Linked DNA regions of Bos taurus: region 2 is linked to region 1. Evidence: chromatin contacts called from public Hi-C data. All regions are on one chromosome and are shown on one strand. Each heading gives the region's core, a stretch centred on a gene start, on an enhancer-like site or on the middle of the called end of the contact. The rest is flanking DNA. Distances are from core to core; before and after follow the strand shown. Region 1 holds the start of COA1 (cytochrome c oxidase assembly factor 1). Region 2 overlaps COA1 (cytochrome c oxidase assembly factor 1).

The links. Hi-C and Micro-C count contacts between places; a contact is called where the count stands out from the background.
Region 2: a Hi-C map of liver shows a contact between it and region 1, with 1.5 times the contacts expected there. The contact joins the enhancer-like site here to the promoter of COA1 in region 1. A contact is called at or near these places in 2 of 11 Hi-C or Micro-C datasets (liver and an unstated tissue).

What each region holds. Positions count from the first base shown.
Region 1 is chr4:77,368,757-77,373,443 of ARS-UCD2.0, reverse strand. COA1 (cytochrome c oxidase assembly factor 1) reads right to left here and starts at 2,180. Exons shown (of 6, transcript NM_001034256.2): 1 at 2,126-2,180.
Region 2 is chr4:77,457,842-77,462,528 of ARS-UCD2.0, reverse strand. It overlaps COA1 (cytochrome c oxidase assembly factor 1), which reads right to left. Exons shown (of 6, transcript NM_001034256.2): 3 at 1,883-1,982. The coding sequence starts at 1,967. Among named protein-coding and RNA genes, the nearest start is that of STK17A, 55 kb to the left of the region's middle. Within about 2 kb of position 1,803, at least 57 of the 102 cell types and tissues checked have an H3K27ac peak or open chromatin away from gene starts, as enhancers often do. A contact at or near this core is called in liver, where this site is marked.

The sequences.
Region 1 (4,687 bases), core at 931-3,430:
AAATGGGCAAAGGAATGGATAGACATTTCTCCAAAGAAGATATACACGTGGCCAATAGCACACAAAAAGATGCTCAACATTAGCCATCAGGGAAATACAAATCAAAACCACAACGAGACAATGCTTCACACCCACTAGGACAGCTAGAATTATAAAAAAAATTAAAAAGATAATAAGCGTTGGCAAGGATGTGAAGAAATCAGAACCTTTATACACTGCTTATAGGAATATAAAATGGTGAAGCTGCTTTAAATTCGGAGAAGACAATGGCACCCCACTCCAGTACTCTTGCCTGGAAAATCCCATGGATGGAGGAGCCTGGTGGGCTGCAGTCCATGGGGTCGCTAAGAGTCGGACACGACTGAGCGACTTCACTTTCACTTTTCACTTTCATGCATTGGAGAAGGAAATGGCAACCCACTCCAGTGTTCTTGCCTGGAGAATCCCAGGGACGGAGGAGCCTGGTGGGCTACCGTCTATGGGGTCGCACAGAGTCGGAGACGACTGAAGAGACTTAGCAGCAGCAGCAGCAGCAGCTGCTGCTTTTAAAAAAAAAAAAAAAAGTCTGGTAGTTCTTCAAAATGTTAAATGTAGAATTACCATATGACCCAGGAATCCTACTCTTACGTACATAGCCAAGAGAAATGAAATCATTATGCTCACACAAAAAAAATGCGTACACCAACGTTCATAGCAGCATTATTTAGGATAACCAAAACAACTGAAATACCCATCAACAGGACCAATGGATAAGTAACTGGTGGTTTATCCACACAGTGAAACAATATTTAGCAATAAAAAGAAATGAAGTGCTGATACACTTCAACATGTTAAGCGAAAGAAGACCACATGGTTTATTATTTATCAGCCTATTCTAGAATTGTCCAGAATTGACAAATATATTTATATATTCAGCAGATTAGTAGTTCCTTAGAGCTACAAGTGGGGTAGGGTAAGAAGGAACTCAAGGGAGACTGCTAATGGGTACAAGGTTTCTTTCAGGGGCGATGAAAATGTTTTAAAACCGTGGTTGTCAGTTGTACAACTTTGTGAATGCACTAAAAAGCAATGTGTATTTAAAAATTCCATGGTGTGTGAACTATATTTCAATCAAGCTGTTATTTTTCAAAAGGACTGCAGGTTGGGCTTTTTCTCCCCAATTTTAACTCCATTTTCCCCCCAGTTCCTAAAACAGTGTCTGGCAATAACCATGAAATCACTAAATTCTGACTGAATGGAAAAGTAAATTTCTAAACGTGGGTAAACCATTATAAAACACTATCATAGCCAAAGAGATGAAATTACTGCAGGATGGCATGACAGGGACATACAGCACGTATGTGTTCGTGTGTTTCCCATGAAAGGAGATGAGACTGAAAAATTCATCATAAACAAGACTTTGAAGTGTCTTCAATCCACCCAAAGGAATTTGTACTATCCTGAATCAATGGGAAGGCCAGTAAGGTTTTAAGTAGAGGATTAACAGTCAGATCTGTGTTTTAAATGTGTAAGTTCAAGTAGAGAGTTGTTTATGTCCAAAGGTGAAGGACAGCAATGCCCCTCAGGTGAGAATAAAGAGGAATGAGGGGAAGAGACCAGGAAAAGTAGCAAAATATAATACTTGTGGATTTTCTAAATTACAGCCCTTTCCACACACGCACAGACTGACAAACATGCATACGCACGCTTATACAAACACCCAAAAATCACTTAAACGCTGAAAATCACTTCTACGGTCAGCCCCCTTATGGAGCTCAGCTGTGATGGAGACGAATTATCATGACCACCGAGCCAGAGTATTCTTTTACACAATCATCTAGGCAGGGCCTCTCTCAAACTGTTGTAACCTGGGAACACCGACAAAGTGCACAGTTCCACCTCATCACAAATGTGCTCCTGGAAATGCTCACCAAGGACCACGAGGCAAGGTCAAGATTAGCCCACCACGGGTCCCCCAATTACGCAGCTCCAGGAGGTCGCGACCCAGCAACAACAAGGAGGTGGCCCCTGACGTGCTGCCCTAGAAACAGTTCGCCCCTCGCGCAAAAGCGGTCTCCAGAACGACGGGAACAGATGCTTTTGGAGTAGGACTGACCCGACTCTTTTCTCCCGCGTGGACGTTAACCTGTCAGGCGTAGAAACACCTAGCCACAGAGAGCGCGACAGGCCCTTCCGGAAGTGGAGCGTGTGGGGGTGGGTGGGGCAAACGCCGGCGGGTGGACACGCCCCGCGAGGAGCAGTCGAGACTTCCGACGTCACCTCCTCTAGGGGCTAGAGCAGTCAGGACGCACTAGAGCAGTTGAATGATTGCAAAATCACGGCGCTAAAGCGGCGGTATCTCAGGCTGAAATTGGTTCGGCTGCCCGGCTTCTCAGAAGCTTGTCGAGCGCGAGAAGGGCATTTGTCTTCTCAAATCTCAGCTTTTTGTTTTGTGCACACCATTAGGCCCCAACATACTGTCAATCCATCAGCGGTTGCCTAGAAAATTTAAAACCACTGGTTCCTATTGCTCCTCGCAGGGATCTGGCGCTTCAATTGACCTCCAAGGATGCGAAACCACGGGCCATCAGCCCCGCTCTGGCACTGAAGTCCATCTTGCCGATTCGACTGAGGAACTTAACGCTAATTTTTTTATTCATTAAATATTTATTAAATTCTTACTGTGCTCCAGGGAATGGATTGTTAAGAAAAAATGTAATGGTCTCGGTTCTCATGGAGTTTAGTAGCAAAGTGCATTGGTACTGCTGCTACTGCTAAGTCACTTCAGTCGTGTCCGATTCTGTGTGACCCCATAGAAGTCGGCCCACCAGGCTCCCCCATCCCTGGGATTCTCCAGGCAAGAACATTGGAGTGGGTTGCCATTTCCTTCTCCAATGCATGAAAGTGAAAAGTGAAAGTGAAGTCGCTCAGTCGTGTCCGACCCTCGGTGACCCCATGGACTGCAGCCTACCAGGCTCCTCCGTCCATGGGATTTTCCAGGCAGGAGTACTGGAGTGGGGTGCCATTGCCTTCTCCAGCATTAGTACTAGTAATTACTTAGTAAACCTATCAGACTCGTCTGGCAGTATGTAAGTGTTCAATAAATGCTAGTTATTATTATTTTCATCTTGATTATTTCATTGTCATCATCGCTACTATTAACGTCATCCTTTAATGACAAGTTTGAAGTTCAAGTGTTACCTACCACCCAGGCCCTTGGATTCTTTAATCAAAAGAAACTGATAAAGGCCAGAGAGAAACAGAGCAGACCATACGGAAAAGAGAATTAGTAAAGCTCAAAGACAGAAACCTAGAAATGATACAAGTAGAAGAGAAAATTAATATTAAAAAGAAAGAAGAAAAAAATGGGGACATTTTGACACAGCTACTTTGAGAAAACAATTGAGCAGGCCATTACATCTTATCATAAAAGTTAAGTGTAAACTAGACAATATTTACCTCAAAGACTAATAAAATTAGCATTAGGTAGGTTGGAATGAATGTCTTTTCTTCCTTATCTTACATACTGTCATCATGAAACTGAGTCCTGACTAGTTTGTTTACAAGAAATTTTACAGTAAAACTTTCAGTTTTAAACCTGGAAAAGTTCTTTGTAATCTTTACCAAAACATCATCTTTAATCCAAAGTCTATGCTTCCTCTATATGTTTTTTAACGGGGAATTGCATGGATCTACTATAGTTTTATATATAAAACTTATATCTGTTATAAAAAATTGTACCTGCTCAAATATGTTGGTTGTTGAAAATGGGGACATTTTATAATGATAACGAGGTTAGATCATCAAGAAAATTTAACAATTCTAAACTTGTATGCTTTTGAGCTATGGTGTTGGAGAAGACTCTTGAGAGTCCCTTGGACTGCAAGGAGATCCAACCAGTCCATCCTGAAGGAAATCAGTCCTGAATATTCATTGGAAGGACTGATGTTGAAGCTGAAACTCCAATACTTTGGCCACCTGATGAGAAGAACTGACCCATTGGAAAAGACCCTAGCACTGGGAAAGATTGAAGGCAGGAGGAGAAGGGGACGACAGAGGATGAGATGGCAGGATGGCATCCAGATGGCATCACCGACTCAATGGACATAAGTTTGGGTAGGCTCTAGGAGTTGGTGATGGACAGGGAGGCCTGGCCTGCTGCAGTCCATGGGGTCACAAAGAGTCAGACACGACTGAGCAACTGAACTGAACTGAAACATGTATGCAACATATATCAGAGGTTTGATATATGTGAAATAAAAACTCCAAGGAGAATTAGAAAAATCAACAACTACAGTGAGTGATTATAACATTCATCTCTCAGTGATCAGAATTAGATAAAAACCTCGATAATAGATCCATGCAATTTCCCATTTAAAAAAATATATAGAAGACTAGAAAAAGATTATCAACCAACTTGCCCAATTTATAGAACACTTGACCTATTTATCAACCACCTTGACCTAATATCTCCTAGAACACTGCACTCAATAACTATAGAATACATATTTTTTTAAATGTCTATGCTTTGTTCACCAAGATAAACCATATGCTAGTTTATAAAACAAATTCAATAAATTTTAAAAGACTGAAATCAGGCTTTATACTTTCTAATAATAATGAAATTAAGTTAGAAATAAGTAACAGGAAAATATTTGAAAAATCCCTAAATAGTTGGAGATATTTACGGGACAATGTAGAACTTTAA
Region 2 (4,687 bases), core at 554-3,053, 89 kb before region 1:
CCGTCCATTTTAGAGACACTAAAACATAGGAAGTCAGCATCTGCAGGGGTGTGGCAGGTGACCTTGAGCAAAGTATTTGATCCTTCTGTGTCAACTTCATTTCTTATTTCCTCACCTCATTCACTGCCTCCCTTCTTCACGTAAGGCGTCTGCTCAGACCTTCTTCACGTAAGGCGTCTGCTCAGACCTTCTTTAACTTTCTTTCTATTTCTATGTCCTGTGATATCTGAAGCAGAGTTGGGGCCAGAATCTAACTTGACTTCTGAACATTACTCCTTCTACTAAGAGGAAGGTCCTGATAAACCAGCAAAATATAGAGAGACTGCACCACCAAAAACAAAACCCTTAGGCCAAGTAATAGGACATGAAAATGCTAACTTGTCAAGTTTACAGATTTATGCCAACATTTCATGTAGATAAACTGCTCTCAGCCTCAGGTATCCTTGGTCCAAAGACTACTGGTAACTCCAGGAAGCACTTCCCTGAAAGCATCAGGTACGACAAGCCTCCCCAGGGAGAGACCAAAGGAAGCTAAGCTTCTCAAGTATGGTTGTCAGGTGGCAACAAGAAAGACTTGTAGGCCAAATCACAGTAATGGACGGGAAAGGCAGCTTGAGCCTGGAGAGGTCAAGGAGAATGCCCTTCCAGGATGGCCTCCCAGGAGAGGGCTGCAGGCGTGAACGAGGTCGCAGCCATGACAAACGGAGCAGAGGCGGCATCCAGACCACCTTCCCTGAGCAATTCCTCCGTATCCCACAAGTTGTGAGACTGATTTAATTTTTACAACAACCTCACACGGAGGCCCTAAATATTACCCCTCATCACATAGATAACTCAGGCCCAGGAAGAAAACAGACTCCCCCATAAGATCACACAGCTAGGCCAGAGCTGGGAGTTGTGATTCAACCCAGGCAGTTGGTCGCAGAGCCCACTGGACTATCACTATCAGCTGACCCCAGCTCCCTCAGAAGGAAAAGCTGCCAGGCCCTCAACCTGAAAATGTATTCATTCCTGTCACATTCTGCCTCCGTTGCTCTGGCAGAGGGGCAGTGGTGCTGAGCTATTCCAGTCTGAATTATCCCTGGGAATGCTCATCTCTGGCCAACTCTAGACCCAGAGACCTCTGGGTCAGCCCTGAAGGAAGGTGGGGAAGAACGGGTGGAGGGGGCTGAGGCTATCTGCCTGGCTGTGAGTGATGCTCACGTCAGGGCAGGAAGTAACAGGGTGAGGAGCCAAGCCGGGCAGGCATAAAAGATCTTCAAAGAAAGTCAGTCTTTCTGCTGCTGCTTCGCAACCAGTAGCACTGAAATGCCCTTAAATGTCTCAGCTGCTCCCAATGATCGTGGTCTATCTTTACAAATTCAAATTTAGGTGCAATGGGGCTGAAAGCCGCATCTGTCAGGATTTTGCCAGCCTGGACTCTGCTTTTATCTTCTGCTCCTGCCCCAGTCCCCAGCTCAAGGTGTCCCGCCTGCCACTAACTGAACAGCAGAGAATGGCAGGGTGAACAGGCTGAGGACACTGGAGAAAGCCACACCTGGGAACCATCTGGTAGCCCCCTTTCCTTTGTTCTTTACATAATCTCAGAAATCTTGATGGATCCCCTGTGTGTGCACAGGGGTGAAAGCCCATCTTGCTTTTTCAAGGCTTCTTACGCAAATGAGTCCTGTTCCTTTTATTTGTTCTTGTGGCTCCTGGGAAAACTGGGATTACAGGATGAGAAGGAAGCTATAGCCAATGGAATGGTATACTGGCTGCTCAAAATAGCCCTTTCCGTCTGTCTCTAATCTGCTGAAAGCATCTGAAGTATTTCCTTTGATGGAGGAAAGGGCCAAGAGAACTAGGAGGCGGCCTTGCCGTGGGCGCTTCACCGGATACTTACTCTGGACCAGGTAGTACAGGATGGCGCAGCTCCCACTAGCTGCCACTCCGGCGAAAAAGACCTGTTTCCCCAGAGGCATTGACATCCTGCTTCCTAGAGACTTAGGAACAAAAGATGTGAATTTATGGTGAGATTCAGGTTCGTGCCAAGGGTTCTGCCTGGACTGGGCCCCATGGGGAAGGGAAAGCTACGGAGGAAGCCAGCAAGGAGGCAAGGCCGCCTTCCCTTTCAGAAGGCCAGGGCCAGTTCTGGAGTCCAAGTGAAAGTGCCCTCCGGAGGGTGGCCTGCATCCAGGACCGGGGCCACAGGGGCAAGGGCTGAGCACAGAGCAGGCATTCAGCCCTGCCGTCCTGATGGACAGAATGTGGCCCACGTGCCAAGTCCCACACAGCCAGGAAGCACAACCACTTTGTCTCACGCCGGCTGGTAAACAGGAAGCTTCTCCCTTTGTGGCAATAGCTGGTCTTGTAAGCCTACAAGCGGGCCTGAGCAGTCACTGGCTGCTTTCTTTCATATTTTGAGAAATGGCCCACCCCCTGGATAAGGAAACTGGCCATGACTTTCGGGCTGAATGAAGAGATGGAGAGGAGCCAGCTCAGCAAGTTCAGTGCACCAAACCCACTGCACTGGACTCAGATCAGCGAGTGTCCGAGTGTCTCTGCTAACCAACCTGAGTCAAGATGAACACATTCCCACTGTCTGCTCCTCCACTTTCTAGGCGATGGAGAGTAAGAACAGCTGCCTGCCTATCATTTCTGCAACCTGAAGGTAAATGAATCCTGAAGGTTCAGAAGAAGGCCTGTTGGAGGAAGTTCCTCATGTAGATACTCTTTCTGGGAAATGGTCATTGAACACACCCTCTGACAAGGCTAAAGTTGACCAGTTCTACACAGAAATATCAAACTCAGGGTTTAGATAAATCGAATTAAAAAAAGTTTCAGATCATCCCTATATTGTTTACTCATATACTGTTTTGTTCAACTAAGGAAAGGGTACCAAAACTCCAAATCAGTGTCCTCCAATGCCGTGGGAGTCTCGGCTGTGCTCTCTGGTAGGTAAGGATATTTCTCAAAGTGGAGGGTAAACTCAATTACAGTAGTGTGATCTGGGAAAAAAACATTTAGTCTCAGGATGAAAACAGGCAGAGCATCTCCAAAGAATGCATTAGTCAGATCTTGCTTAACGTGAAGGAGAGCTCAACAGGGTGTGGCAGTGAGCAGGAGTCATGCACAGCTTCCTACACGGCTATCGTTTCTCAACTGAGCATGAGACGGGAGGAAAAGTCTTAAGCAATTCAGAGAAGAGCCACCACATCCCTGACGTGGTCTTGCAGCCAGCCACAAGTGAAGAGTGAGGACCAGGGGAACCCACAACTATTTGGGGAGAGACATCCATCTACTGTCTAACCTGAGGACACCGGGAGGCACCAGATGGGGAGCTAGGCCCCAGAACAGTCATTACCTTTGCCACTTCATAGCCCAGTTTCCTTGAAAACCATCTAAGGAAGGCTGCCCTGCAATCAGACAAAAACTACATTAGAAGAACTTTTTCAGGGAATTCCCCTGGTGGTCCAGTGGGTAAGCCTCCAGGCTCTCACTGCCAAGAGCCTGAGTTCAATCCCTGGTCAGGGAACTAAAATCCGACAAGCTGCTTAGTGCAGTGAATGAATTAATGGATACATAATCACTTTCTCAAATACAATTTTCTTTGGTTGATAGTTTTACACAGCTAAGACTTATTACCAGTCTAAGCTTTGGAGAAGTTCTAAAATGAGCCTTATCTGGGTTTCCCCTCTTTCTCTTTTGCTATATTAAGAAGAAAAAACAAAGCCTGCTGGTTTCCTGTCAGCATACTGTGCACTCTGCATGTTCTCCTGCAGCAAACCAGAAACTGGTGCGGGAAGAGAGGGCATTCAACCTCAGCACACAGAATGCGGCCAGTCTGCAGCTACTGACATGGGATGCTTAGCCATGTAAGCTGTGCTCCATGGATTAAAACAGCTTTTCAGGGTTAAAAGAAAACAGCAATATAGTGAATGTCTATGTCGCCTTTAATGGTGCTGCTAACAGCTACTACTCATATCTCTTACTATTTATTATGTGCCTGGTGATATTCTAAAGTGAAAGGAAAGTGAAGTCGCTCAGTCGTGTCTAACTCTTTGCAATCCCATGGACTGTAGCCTACCAAGCTCCTCTGTCCATGGAATTTTCCAGGCAATAGTACTGGAGTGGATTGCCATTTCCTTCCCCAGGGGATCTTCCCGACCCAGGGATCGAATCCGGGTCTCCCGCATTGTAGACAGACGCTTTACCATCTGAGCCAGCACTGCACATATATTAATCCATTAAACTCTCACGACAACACCAGGAAGTAGAGGAACAAACTGCTGTTAAAACTGAGGCACAAAACGATTAAGTAAAATGCCCAGAATCTCACAAGTGTGTGAGTGGTAGCCCTGGGATTCAGGCCCAAGTAGTCCAGCTCCAGGGGCGGTGTCTTCACCTACCACAGTCCACTGACTAAGGTATCTGTCATTTCAGAAATACTGAGATGTGGGGGGAAAAAATTACATCTCAGCGTTATAATATATTCACAACATTCAGTGCAAAAGCCTTGTCAAGTGTGCTTTCCCTGCTATTTTTCAGACAAGAGCATGGCATGAATTCACACCTTTGTTCTTCCTTTAGCTTAGCAAACAGGTGTTGAGGGCCTGCCCTGGCCAGACTGATGGTGCTGGGGATATGGACAATTCCCACCAATTACAACACGGGGCCATGGAGCACAAGTGCACAGGCAGGCACACCC